Regions from separate parts of the Mus musculus genome. Here all the other regions are linked to region 3. Evidence: chromatin contacts called from public HiChIP or PLAC-seq and promoter capture Hi-C data. All regions are on one chromosome and are shown on one strand. The core of a region is the stretch at or near the end of the contact, and the rest is flanking DNA. Distances in the headings are between cores, read along the strand shown.

The links. Promoter capture Hi-C pulls out the DNA fragments that hold promoters and counts their contacts. HiChIP or PLAC-seq counts read pairs in DNA pulled down with a chosen protein or histone mark.
Region 1: a contact with region 3 is called in an HNF4G HiChIP or PLAC-seq map of pancreatic cancer cells. The contact joins the promoter of Atp6v1f here to the promoter of Prrt4 in region 3. A contact is called at or near these places in 2 of 39 promoter capture datasets (neural stem cells and pre-B cells), 2 of 115 datasets of contacts at active chromatin or transcription factors (memory CD8 T cells and pancreatic cancer cells) and 1 of 9 other capture datasets (liver).
Region 2: a promoter capture Hi-C map of embryonic stem cells shows a contact between it and region 3. The contact joins the promoter of Kcp here to the promoter of Prrt4 in region 3. A contact is called at or near these places in 15 of 39 promoter capture datasets (the 3T3-L1 cell line, 3T3-L1-derived adipocytes, the C10 cell line and 6 more), 4 of 484 Hi-C or Micro-C datasets (brown adipocytes, embryonic stem cells and large pre-B cells), 6 of 115 datasets of contacts at active chromatin or transcription factors (craniofacial prominence, embryonic basal ganglia, embryonic forebrain and 3 more) and 3 of 9 other capture datasets (adipose tissue, embryonic stem cells and pancreatic islet).
Region 4: an H3K27ac HiChIP or PLAC-seq map of embryonic stem cells shows a contact between it and region 3, with 2.1 times the contacts expected there. The contact joins the enhancer-like site here to the promoter of Prrt4 in region 3. A contact is called at or near these places in 2 of 39 promoter capture datasets (the 3T3-L1 cell line and hippocampal neurons), 1 of 15 datasets of contacts at CTCF or cohesin (pro-B cells), 5 of 484 Hi-C or Micro-C datasets (cerebral cortex, cortical neurons, embryonic fibroblasts and 1 more), 6 of 115 datasets of contacts at active chromatin or transcription factors (bone marrow-derived macrophages, embryonic midbrain, embryonic stem cells and 2 more) and 1 of 9 other capture datasets (adipose tissue).

The regions. Positions count from the first base shown.
Region 1 is chr6:29,466,140-29,469,340 of GRCm38.p6, reverse strand. Atp6v1f (ATPase, H+ transporting, lysosomal V1 subunit F) reads right to left here and starts at 1,558. Exons shown (of 2, transcript NM_025381.2): 1 at 1,367-1,558. The coding sequence starts at 1,524.
Region 2 is chr6:29,506,569-29,509,575 of GRCm38.p6, reverse strand. Kcp (kielin/chordin-like protein) reads left to right here and starts at 1,624. Exons shown (of 38, transcript NM_001029985.4): 1 at 1,624-1,719. The coding sequence starts at 1,650. Gm26627 (a long non-coding RNA gene) reads right to left here and starts at 2,404. Exons shown (of 3, transcript XR_868831.3): 1 at 1,625-2,404; 2 at 689-1,137.
Region 3 is chr6:29,177,595-29,180,914 of GRCm38.p6, reverse strand. Prrt4 (proline-rich transmembrane protein 4) reads left to right here and starts at 1,331. Exons shown (of 5, transcript NM_001101443.1): 1 at 1,331-1,458; 2 at 3,084-3,320. The coding sequence starts at 3,147.
Region 4 is chr6:29,544,281-29,547,714 of GRCm38.p6, reverse strand. The region is part of intron 21 of Tnpo3 (transportin 3); the gene reads left to right. Among named protein-coding and RNA genes, the nearest start is that of Irf5, 19 kb to the right of the region's middle. Within about 2 kb of position 1,959, at least 3 of the 459 cell types and tissues checked have an H3K27ac peak or open chromatin away from gene starts, as enhancers often do. A contact at or near this core is called in embryonic stem cells, where this site is marked.

The DNA of each region.
Region 1 (3,201 bases), core at 309-2,808, 290 kb before region 3:
CCAGACAGATACTGTCATTCTGGCCTTCCTCGCATGTGATCACCTCCACACACAGACATGCACACCCATTCAGCTAAGTATTTACTCATTAAAAGTCATTCACTGGGCACCTACTTTGTGTCGAGCATGGAGTAGATTTGGCTTGGTGATTTTAGGACCCCTTCCTGTTGGAAACATGGTAAATCCTTGGAAGTAAGATCTGTCCTCCAGTGGCAATGGAGGTCACTTTACTGGTTTGCTAAGAGATCAGTCTCCCAGGTCAGAGCCTGCCACGCTCCAGGCTGTGGGAACTAGTCTCAGCCAGCATCCCTGGACTGGGCTATTTAGGGGAAACAGGTGAGGGCAGTTTATTCCTGAGATTTGGCATAGTAATTCTAGAAAAGGAATGAGGAAAAAAAATAGAGAGTTGGCACCCTCAATTCTAGTCAACAGTGCACTTTCTGGCTTAAAAGGAATGCCTGCACCCAGTTTTAAAAACTACGACCCAGGGTATGATGTGAAGATCTGAAGTACAAAGTCTTTGGGGAAGGCCATACTTCCCAGATGTTTTGCTTATTGTGCGCAAGACAAATGGAAGCCCCATGGCAGACTGCAGGGAGCTGAATAAACAGAGTGGGTAGTAACTTAGAAGACACAGGTAAAGCTGCTTGTTATCCAAGCCCTGTTACTTGAGTTCAATCCTCAAAGCCCATGGAAAGAAAACTGACTCCACAAGTTGTCTTCTGACCTCCATGTGTGCACACCTACCCACGGACACACACAAACGCCGTAATTAAAAAGAAAGAGTTGACCTGGGTTCTGCCTCCTATGGCTAATGTGCCTGTGCCCTAACCAATTGTCCTTTATTTTTCTCACTAGTAACTGGGAATAACCAGTACCTTACAGGACAATTGTAAGCCTCTAAGATAAATGAAGCGTATACACACACACACACACACACACACACACACACACACGCGCCCACTGTCCGGACCTACGCTGGAGGTGGTTAGTTTTCTTAGTCGAAAAGACTAAGGTTCAGAGAATACGCTACAGAGACCCCGGAAGAGGGCTGAACAAGCCGGTCAGCACTGGCAAGAGGCTCCAGGCGTCCAATTACAGCTGGTGCAGACCATAAGCTCCACTCCCCTCCTAAACTGACACACAATCATGTGATGGGGAAAGTTCGTGGACCTGCGGTAGGCCGGACCCCACTGAGCCCCAAAAGGGAACTTAGATGGCGGAGGCCCCTGCTCAGGGTGGACAGACGACTTCCGGGACCATCCCGGTCCCCATCACCACGTGACACCCAGGTTATCAGGCCACCAATTCTCCCCGTGCTTGTAGCAAGCGGAAGGACCCATTTAGGCCTAACAGGCTACCGTACCTGAAAGTGTCTTCGATCTCATTGATGGTGGTATCCTTCTCCACTACCAGGAAATTAGGGTGGCGGTTCTTGTTTAGCTCCCCTATGCCGCCCAACAGGAAACCAGTCACCGTGTCCTCGTCTCCAATCACCGCGATTAGCTTACCTCTGCCCGCCATCCTGTCCGCCGGGCAGAGCGCTTCCCAAACACCTGTGATGCCCCGCCCCCGCAGAGACCCCGCCCTTCAGTCATGCGCAGTTCCCCGCCTCCCGGGCATGCGCATTTAGCAGGAACTCCGCTTAATCTGCGTACTCTTGCGCCATAGAGGCCAGAAACACAAACCACAGAACTACGTCTCCCAGAAGGCTGAGCGTCACAGGCCTCTCTCTGGCATTCTGTCCTTAATTTCTTCTCTCTTGGAAGAAATGCCTTTTGAACCTAGTGTTATTAGAGACCGAGACTTTAGGGGACATACTTTTTTTTTCTTTCTTTTCAGTGTACGTTAGTTTGGTTTTGGCTTTTTTGAGACAGATGGTTACCTATCTCAGGCCGGACTTGAACTTGCAGTGTAGAAGAGGATAGATCCTATTGCTTCTACTTTCCGAATGCTGGTATTATAGGCCTGCGCCATTACACAAAACAGAACAGTGTGTGCTTGATTTGTTTGACTTAAAAAAAAAAAACATCTTTTTGTTGTTACATTTGTGATTTCGGAGGCAGGTGTAGTGTGGCAGTGGAGCAGGCCACAAGTTTGTGAGGTCATAATACACCCTATGAGAGTCACCTTGAGGTTCATCTGGTCAACCCAGTGCTTTTTTTTTTTTAAAGATAGGTCTCAGGGCTGGAAGATGGCTAGGTGGTTAAGAGCACTGACTGCTCTACTAGAGGTCCTGAGGTCAATTCCCAGCAACCACATGGTGGCTCACAACCATCTGAAGACAGTGTCAGTGTACCCACATATATGAAATAAATAAATCTTATAAAAAGATTTATCCAAATATTAGGATTAGGCCAAACTACCTACCCCCTTTTTTTGGTTTTATTTGGTAGTTTGTTTTTTGAAACCTGCTATATGTAGCCTTTTCTGGCCTGGAACTCAGAATGTAGACTAGGTTGGCCTTGAACTTGCAGCCAGTGGTCCTACTGCATCATCCTCCTGAATGCTGGGACTACAGAAATGCACCACTATTTCCTGTCCATTTGTTTGTTTCAACTCTTGCCTCAGTCTGGGATTACAGACATAGGCTACCATAACTGTCCAAGAACAGGTATTTCCTAGCTGGAAGGTCAAGGTCTGAATCGGTATGATGTACACATGCATGCTAACTATGACATGGCTAACAATTACTGAATATATATTAAATTACCAAAGAAATAGGCAAATGAATGATGACACTATGTAGTGCTGTAGAAACCAAGCAAGGCCTCATGTTAGTTCCTAAATTTAGATAATTGCATAGAAACAATCCTAGCACTTAGGAGGTTTGAAGCAAGAAGATTGGCACAAGCTCAAGGCCAGCTTGGGATATTGTCTTAGGAATGAGAGGGGCACCAGCACATGTGAAGAGGCACTGTGACCAGGGCAACTCTTAGAAAGGTTACATTTAATTGAGGCTGGCTTACAGATTCAGAGGTTCAGTCCATTATCATGGCAGGAAGCATGGCAGCTTGCAAGCAGACGTGGTCCTGGAGGAGCTGAGAGTTCTACATCTCAGTCCAAAGGCAGCCAGAACAAGAGTCTTGATCACATGGGCCAGACATGAGCATATATATGAGACTTCAAAGCCCCACCTCCACAGTGACACCCGTCCTCTAATAAGACCACACCTCCTCCAGTAAGGCCACACCTTCTAAT
Region 2 (3,007 bases), core at 375-2,874, 330 kb before region 3:
TGGCTCTGGCTTTTCCTTTGCTGAGTGACCCTAGCTCCAAGTCACAGGGGAAAGGTTTAGTCACAGTCTCCCCTCCGCCTGCTGCAAACTGCTTAGCCCCAAGAGGGGCCCTCACATCTGCGAAGAGACCCTGCCCTCTTTTACTCAAGCCTTGACTCCAGAGGGAGACCTTCAGTTCCTGCCCTGCCCCAGCTGGGGAAGGGTGACTTCACATTCCAGGTCTTCAAGGCCAAGGCAGGGACTTCTTTGGCTGGATTTACAGCCCCACCCTCCGTGTCCCTCTGCTGTGAACATGGGGCCCCATCCTGCCTTCCCAGCTGCACAGAGCTGTTTCCCAGTCCTAGGCTCTGGACCATTTTCCTATTTCCTCACTTTGGGCTCCTCCCCTGAAGTAAGCCCAGGGCTTCCTACTCCTGCTGAGCCCTGAGTCCAGACTTTGGAAAAGGAGCCCAGCCAGCCAGAGAAGGGAGGCTGGGCATTTGGCCTGCATCTGGTGTAGATGTGGTCGGTGGGCTCCAGGAGAGAGATGTGGAAGTGAAGAGTGGGTGCTTTTAATCAACACTGACTGTTGTTTGTTCTGAGTTCTTACCATCTGACAACCCCTCCCCTCCCAGTGTGTGTGTGTGTGTGTGTGTGTGTTTGTGTTTCATTTAAGATTTCATTCACATATCCCAGGCTGGTCTCAAACCTGCTCTTGTAGCTTATGGTGGCCTTGAATCCTCCCATCTCCTTGCTTCAACTGGGAAAGCTGGCATTGCGGGTGTATGCCACCACACCAATTTCCATAGCAGGCTTCTTGCAGTTCAGCTCCCTGGATTCTTAATTTAGGTGACTTTGTCTGCTGCTCACTGTACTGTGGATGCTGGTTCCACTGCTTATAAACGGGATAACAGAGGCCCTGCGGGAAGTTAGGGGTTATATATTTAGTTTGGGGGGCTTAGACGGGATTAGGGTGGAGCAAAGGTTGGAAGGGAAACAGGTATACGAGCCCAATAAAACAGAACAAAAGAAAGAAGGAAAGAAAGAGAGAAAGGAAGGAAGGAAGGAAGGAAGCAAGCAAGGACGAGAGAGAACTATGTTAACATACATCACATACGTGCCTGGTGCTGGGGAGGTCAGAGGTGGGCGTTGGATTCCCTGAAATAGAAATTATAGATGATGGTGAGCAGCCACGTGGGTGCTATGAACGGAACTCAAGTCCTCTACAAGAGCAGCAAATGCTCTTAACCACTGAACCATCTCTCCAGCCCCTTGCAGAGGGTTTTCAGTCCAGCTCAGCCTTCTGTTCCCATAAGCCCATGAGGTGGAAGTAAAGTCACTGGGACTGTCACTGGGACCCCCTAGAGGATGAGCAACCCCAAAGGGCAGGGACATGGTTGCTCCTGGTCGCTTACCCCGCACCCAACTTCCTGCAGAGCTTGGAAGACTGCTATGGGTCAGGATCCTCAGGGGAACGGGGTGGGGTGGGGTGGATTGGGGTGGGGTGGGGTGAGAAGCCCTAGGTGCGATAGGGGAGCGGGCACCAAGGGGCGGAGAACCGCGGAGCCCTCCCTGAACAAAGACTGGGTGGGCGGCGGCTTGAGTCTCCGCACCCCGCCTCCCGCAGCGCCGGCTGAGCACAGACCTAAAGCGAGGCGGGTCGAGCGAGCATGGCGGGGGCTCGGGCGGCGTTGCTACCACTGCTCCTGCACCTCGGGAGCCTGGCGCTGGCCGCGCGGGGTGAGTCGGAGCGTCCTGGGTGTGCCCCAACTTATGGCTCAGCCCAGCAGACCGTCGGACCGGGCCAGACCACTTCTCCATCCCCGCCTGGGTTGCGCGTCGCTGGCCGGCCTTGGTGCTCTCTCTCCGTCCTCCCCGTCGGTGGGCGAGCAGGGTGGGGGCAGGGCGGCCAGACAGGGATTGCTGAACTGGGCCGGGTCCTTCTGTGGTCCCTGCCAAGGAGTCCTAAGTAGCGGTGAAGCAGAGGCTGTCCTGGCATCTGAGTATCTGAAGTTAATTATTTGTATTGAGGAGAGGGGGAGGGGAGCGCTCTCTGTGGGAAATGACTTAGTCCTGTCCGGCTTGCACTTATGGTTGGTCTCTGCAAAAGCAGAGTAGGAGGAGGGTAAGGGGAAACCTGAAGACAGTTTCTGGGGAGCAACCAGATTCGTGCCACTTCCAGGACTTTCTGCAGATCTTCCAGGAAAAGGGACTGAGCCTGTCTTCAGCTGGGGATCCAAGAGGACACCCTGAATGGCTCCTCGGCCCCCTCCGTTGTGCCTGCTTAAGCAAAGCGGGAGGAGCTGGTTGGGTGCTGGGGCTTTAAGGGTTGGGTCGCTAGAGGAGGTCACGCTTGGGGTTTCAGATACTGAGACCCCGCCCGCGAGCATCATCCTTGTGGATGGAAGTTGGGCAGGGAGACCATGTCAAGACAGTGCCAATTTCTGGGGACAAGGTGAGAACAGAATGCATGGGATGCTGGTGGTGTGAAGGTAGACCGGCTGGGACCTGTGGTGGGGAGAGCTGTATGGCGGTGGGGTGGAAAGCTGGGCAGTGCTGTGGTGACAGATGAAGTCTTAACTTGCTGCTTGGCGCCTTGTGCTGTGGAGAGAGGACAGACTGCAGTAGGAGACTTTCTCTTCAGCTTCTGTGAAGACAGTGGGATGGGGGTGGGGGTGGGGGAGGCCGTGGATTATGAGACAACTGAGGGAAACCAGAGACTGGTGGGAACTAAGGGATACCGGAGAGTAGCACTGAACCCCAGAGTTGGGGTGGCATTTATTGAGCCCCGGAAATTGGGCTGGAACGTCCTCCTCTTTATGGTGACAGTAGAAAGAAAGGAGCAGGTGACATCCCCCTGCTTCGCAGGCCTAGTGTCCCTGGGAGAAAGACTTTCAGTTACTCCAGCTCTTCCTGATTGAGTTGCCGCTGTGAGAAAGAAAGGCCAGACATCTCCTTCAGCCCCTTTCTTGGTCAGCACTTCTGGGGACCCTTCCACTCCATGATGTCTGTGGCCGGTGCCCTCGCC
Region 3 (3,320 bases), core at 82-2,581:
TTTCTGGGGCAGGACTAGCTCACTTTTGTCTACCTGTCTACTGAGGCTGGTTATCAGGTAGCCTGAGCTGGCCTCAAAAATCCCTCCATGGCCAACAACAGCAGTCTTGAACTTGGATCCTTTTGCCTTTACCACCTGAAGGGTGATGCTGGGTTTTTGTCTTCACACCCAGCAAAATGGGCAAGTCTTTTGCAGTTTGGTCTGTCAGCCTTTCTGTCTGTCTGGTTGGTTGGTTGGAGTTGTTTGTTTGTTTGAGAGAGTATCAATTTGTGAGTGTGACTGATCTCAAACTTTCAATCTTTCTGCCTCTGCCTGCCAAGTGACAGAATTAAAGACATTTCCCTCCCTCCCTCTCTCCCTCCCTCCGTGTGTGTGTGTGTGTGTGTGTGTGCGCGCGCGCGCGCGAGCGCCCGCATGTGCGCCCGCACGCACGTTTCTATCAAATTCACCGTTTTGGAAGAAAGAAAACATGAAGGGATTTAGAGACTCCAGACTAACAAACAAGCCACACTTTTTTTTTTTTTTTTTTTTTTTTTTCGAGACAGGGTTTCTCTGTATAACCCTGGCTGTCCTGGAACTCACTTTGTAGACCAGGATGGCCTCGAACTCAGAAATCCGCCTGCCTCAGCCTCCAACAAGCCACACTTAATCCTGTCAGTCAACAATACAGCCTTTAGATAGTGCAGCAGGCTTAGCGACTGCTCAGTACTCTTAGCTAGCAGTGCCATGAGGCTGGCTGGGTGCTCTTTCTTTGTTTCTATGTTCTTCTACCACGTCTTATTGGAGACAAATTGTGATCCACCTCGCACACCAGCTTGTCTCACTATTCTCTCCCACAGATATTTCTGAAGCTGAGTATTTTGGAGAGATTTTAGCAAAAGGAGACGCTATGAATGGGGATTGACATTTGGCAGTTGGCCTGCGAAGAAGCGTAGGAGGCCTTCCTCGGTGGTTGTATGTTTGCAAACCACCAGGTGGTGAAGAAGGCAAGCAGAAAGACTGAGTTCAAGTCTCCGCCAAACTGAGCAATCTTAAGCAATTTGATAAGTTCTGGGGACTTATCTATCTCTAAAATGGGAACACATTTGTTCCCATTGTTGTAAGGGAGAGCAGTAAGTCTTTATCCAGGGTTCAACGGAGTGGATTTTGATTGCTTGGGATACTAACCTATGCCAGACTACTGTTGCATGTGTGCACGTACTTGTGTGCGTGTGAATGTGTGTGTGTGCGCGCGCGCGCCCAGTGCCCTCGCCTGAGGGTGTTTCTCGGGAATGGCGTGCTTGTGGGTGTGTGCGTTGGGCTGTCCTCCGAGCCTGTGGCTGCCAGCGCCAGGCTGAGAACGAGGCACCGACTCTCCCGCAGCTGATTGGCAGCGCTGGGTGAATGAGTGCGCGTGGGGCCGGAGCAGCGAGGTGGCCGTGGCTCCGCGCTGATGTGCGCGCCCGCCTGCCGGCCCGGGTAGGGGCGGACCGCGAACAGCGGGCGGGCTAGGAGGAGGGAGAGGAGGGAGGGCGCGGGAGGCAGCGGGGAGGGCTGCAAGAAGCCCGGCAGCTGCGGGGCCCGGGCGCGGGCGCTGGGCCGGGGAGCCGGGCTCACAGCCAGGAGGCGGCGCCGCGGGGAGGGAGCGGAGTGCGGATCGCGAGCGCAGCCCGGCCGCCCGCCGCCTGCTAAGAGCGCTGCGGGTCGCAGACCCAGCCGGGGACAGACCGGCAGCTGCTGCGATCGCCCGGCAAGCCAAAGGGAATCCGGGGACTCTGAGCTCGAGTCCCGGCTTTGGGCGCAACGGAGAACAGGCTAGACTCGCCGAGCCTTGCCCTGCTGGGGCCCCCTGAGCCAGGGTGCCCCTTCTCCCGGGGGTTGGCCCCGGGGACTCGCCCGAGCGAGAGAAGCAGGTCCGTCGGTCTGGACTGGGGAAGCGGGAGTGTGGTGTGCGCACGCGCGTGTGCTTGTGTGCCTGCGAGGGGTGGGTGTGTAAGGGGCGTGAGATGGGGTTGATAGAAATGATGGTGTGTGGTGTATATGTACAGTGTGTTAGGATTGTGTGTGTTGCTGACTGCATATGCAGAGAGAGAGAGAGAGAGAGAGAGAGAGAGAGAGAGAGAGAGAGAGAGAGAGAGAGAGCGAGCCTACGTAGGAGGGAAAGGGGCGCATCAGGGTGGAGTGTGTATATGTGCAGGAGTGTGTGAAGGGTGCGTGGGTGAGTGTGTCACGGGTGCTAGGTGCGGCTGTGTGTGTGTGTGTGTGTGATGTAAGGGTACTGGGTGCACGTGTGTCCCTGGTTCATTCTCCCTTCCCCCACCAGATGTGTTCTGGGGAGGGGGGTAGCCTTTCTGCAGCTGCTGCCCCTTACCGAGCTTGCCTGCCTGACCTCCTTTCCTACGGAGCCAGAAAGGGTTAATGGTCCCTCCCTCAAAAACTCCTGAGGTCATGGGGAGGGTAGCTGCAGGCCAAACCCCTAGAAAGAGGGGAAAGGCTCCGGAGAGCCTCTGCTAGGCCCGGGACCCTGCTTCGCTGGCTGTATGGCCTTGCAGGTCAGATCACTCAGGCTTGTGACCTGCCCTTTCTGAGGGCCTTGTGCACCAGTGGTTTCTTGCTGGGTCTGGAGGTGGGGATCAGGAGCGAACCGGAAGGGTCTGCATTCTTTACCACTGTATTACTGGGACGATGCTTGATATACAGTGGGCCTCAGTAGATATTTGAGAGATGGGGGGTGGGGGATGGAGAAAGCTGGGTAGAGGGGTGGGTGAGGAGGGAGGGAATCTGCCTCTGGGAGGTTAAGTTGATTCCCTCTGTTCTGGCTCAGGATGAGGCTCCTGCTTGTAGTCAGACTTCTGGTCAGACATCAGGCCCCCTTGTGGGAAGGCTGGGTGTGCATGGCGGTAGTGTGTGCAGGGAAGAGATTTGCCCTGGAGCCTGCAGGTAGTGGAGAGGGGGCTGGCAAGAAGAGTTGCCATGCCTCTTTTAGGCAGAACACGTTGCCTGTGTTCCTGCACCTGCTTCTCTGTGATTAGAGCCATTGCCTGGGGCATCTGATCCGGGAAGAGGCGGGTGGAGGCCTTGACTCCCAGCACTTCTCCCTCTAGGACCCCTGAGCTGCTGAAGAAGTGAGCTCCCTGCCCACCCGCGTTGCTGAGCCAGGTGGGGCCATGGCAGGCCGCAGCTGCCTGGAGCTGGGGCTGTTCTGCTGGGTCCTGCTTGCCGTACCTGTGGGTCCACAGCCTGCTTCCTCTGTACCAGGTGCCCCTCTTACTACTCTGACCCCACCACCTCAGAGTGAGGCCTCTATGCTCTCTCTCAACCTGGGGCTAAACTTCAAATTC
Region 4 (3,434 bases), core at 710-3,209, 370 kb before region 3:
TCATTGTAGCAAGTTTCAGCCTGCTTTTCAAATGGTGTTAGTAATTAATTCCTCAGCTTTTTAAATTGGTCAGATTGAAGAAAGCTGAGTCTAAAAACATAGTAATCTGCCACTAGCTCAGAATAATGAAGACTAGAAGAAATCCTGCCATTATTTCCAACTTTTCCATCTTACTGTGACTGTCTACCATGACATGTGAAAGCTAAAAAAAAAATTGGTGCTGAACATGGAGAGTGTTGATTTTGGAACGAGAGACCAGATGGAGTATCTCGACGCTCAGGTTGTCATTACCTACCAAGACACCAAATAAAAAGATTAAGTCTTGAGGAAGAGTGACCATAAACTTATTTGGGAGAATAATTTGAATTATGGGACTAGAATATAGAAAATGGAACCTAGAAAAATAATAGTAAAATCAGGGACCAGAGACTAGTCAATGCTGCAGTGCTGTGAGAACAGAGATAAGAAAACGGACTAACTTTTAAGATGCTTTTTTGTGGGCTTACCCACCAAGGACATTTAAGTTCAAAATTAGCTGGAGTTCTTGCCACATAGGTCAGTCACTGGTAGGATTGGGGACAAAGGTGGAGGTAATTAGAGACCCAGGCCACTCTTACTGTCATAGTCACTGTTCTGATCAATGAACTCATATAAAGAAAAGCATTTAATTTGGGACTTGCTTACAGTTTCAGAAGGCCCATTATCACGTGGGCCCCATTGGCTTATAACCATATCATAGTGTAAAAAATGCATTCAGTTCAACTTCCGAAGTCCCCATAGTCTTTCACCATCTCTTGACAAGTCTTCATAGACTGCTTACAAGTCCAGAATTTCTTCTGAGACTCGTGGCAGTCTCTTAACTGTAACCCCTCATAAAATCAAGATGAAAAGGCAGATCACATACTTCCAGTATTGAGTGGCACAGGATATGCACTACTGTTCCAGAAGGGAGGAAGAGGAGCACTGTGAGGAGATGCTGGACTAAAACATGACCAAAAAGCAGCTGGGCAAACTCAAATTATTCATCTGCATGTCAGATGTCAAAGCACTCTTCAGATCTCCAGTTCCTTTCAGCTTTGTTGATTGCAAACTCTCCCTCCCCCCTCCTTTCCCCCCCCTCCCCCCCATGATTCCAGGTGTGGACCCTGTTAGCAGTTTTCCTCTGCAGGTATCACCTGACTCTGACATCTCCAATATCTGGGGTCTCCAACACATTCCATGCTTCACCTCCACAGCCTCATGCAGTGGCCTCTCTGGGCCATCATCCAGGGACACTCCTCACAGATGTCCGGCCTCAATGGCTTTTCTTAACTGAGGAGGAAGATTCCACAACCCCATCTTGTATCCTTGAGTCTAAAGCCAGATCCAGCTTTAGACTCAAAAGTGGTGGTTGAAGCTGCCAAGTGTTGCTAGCTGGGGCTGGTAATTGATTCCCTAATTCAAATGCATTTGTATCAGCTTTCTGTTGATGGTTTCCTTCAGTGCTAAAGCTTTTCTTTAATTTCTTTTCCCAGGTTGGAAGCTTAGCTGGGTGGGCTCTTGTCCTGAGGCCACCACTCCCTTTATTCCGTTTAGCATCTGGTTTTTCTTTAAACCTTTTATCTCTTGAGCATTGGACTTCACTCCTTTACACTTCCTGCTGCTCTCTTTTGTCCTCTGCTTAAGGGGGACCACTGATCACCACCCACAGTCAATAGTAATTTTGCTGATAATCCAAAACTCCCCAATTTCATCTCAGGCAGACTTTTTTGGACAAGAGAAGAAAATAGACCCATTCTTAACCAACATATCACAAGAGCATTCTTTAGGCCACTTAATACTCTCCTCCTCTGAAACCTCTTGAGCCCTGCTGTCATAGTCTACATTTCTCTCAACTGTCTTCCACATTCCTGCTACGATGGCCCATTAAGCCCTGCTTAAAGTGTCCAACCAATTTTCGTCTTCTAAGTCCCAGAGTCTTCCATATTCTTCCAACTAAGGTTACACCTATCACAGCAATGCCCCACTCCCTGGTTCTATAGCTGTGAAAAGACACCATGACCAAGACAATTCTTTCTTTCTTTCTTTCTTTCTTTTTTTTTAAGTGTTTACTTGCTGGTTAGTTCATTATCATGGAGAGAATGGCAGCATGTAAGCAGGTATGGTGCTGGAGAATCAGCTGAGAGTTCTACACCCTGATCCATACGCAGAGAGAGTCAAACATGCTGTACTTGGCACGGGCTTTGAAACCTCAGAACCCATCCCCACTGACACCCTTCCTCTAACAAGGCCGCAGCTCTTAATTCTAATCCTTTCAAATAGTGAGCATTCAAGTTTATGAGTCTATAGGGGGCATTCTTGTTCAAACACCACAGGGAGCATAGTAGCATATATACAGGCATGGCCTGGAGCTGAGAACTTTACATCCTGATTCACAGGCAGCAGGGAGAGAAAGCCTGGACCTTGAATGGGATTTTTGAAACCTCAAAATTGCTCGCCCCACCCTCACTCCATAACACACTTCCTCCAACAAGGCCATGCCTCCTAGTCCTTCTAATCCTTTCAAACAGATCCACCCACTGGTGGTTAGGCATTGAACTATATGAGCCTATAGGGGCCAGACTTACTTAAACCACAACACTTAACTTTGCTATTCACCACAGTTCTCTTATATTTGAACCCTATTTACTTACTTACTTACTTTATTTGGGGGTTTGGTTGGTTGGTTGGTTTTGGTTTTTTGAGACAGGGTCTCCCTATGTAGCCATGACTGGGCCTAGGACTTGCTAGCCTCAAACTCATGGAGATCCTCCTGTCTCTGCCTCACACGCATTGGGACTAAGGGCAATCACCACCATGCTCAACAATTTAATTTCAGTGCTCTTTTTCTTACTCTCAAAAAAGAGGATAGAGATAGGGGTATTTGTCCATCTAGGTTTAATTGAAAAGATCTCAAAAGGGGTACAATTTCAAACATGTAGGATATTAGGATAATAAATGATTCATGGGCCTCTTAGTTCTTTGTAATATCACACCATACACCAGCCTGTGCTAGGCTCCTTGCCCTCCATCCTGGCAGTGGGAAAATGAATGGCATGAGCTTGCACACATACTTGGCTGCTTCCTTATTTAGCACATGGTTTACTTTGAAATAGACTCAAAAATGTACCATTATTAGTAAAGCTTGTTAAGTACCAGGGATATAGCTCAGATGGAGGGTATAGTTGATCCATTACATGTTTATGGTGGAGAAAACCTAAAAGAAAATACCCTATCATCAACTCCTGGAATCCCAGTCAAGGTTTTCATCATGATTTTGGACCTTTATATTTGTTGAATGAATTGGTAGATAAGCATTTTGACACTTTTCTGTTGGATAGCTCTTAACAGTTATCCCCTTGGGTGTTTAACCAGCACAGGATGGCAAGTCTGCTTTCTTGGAAGTTTGAGTTCTA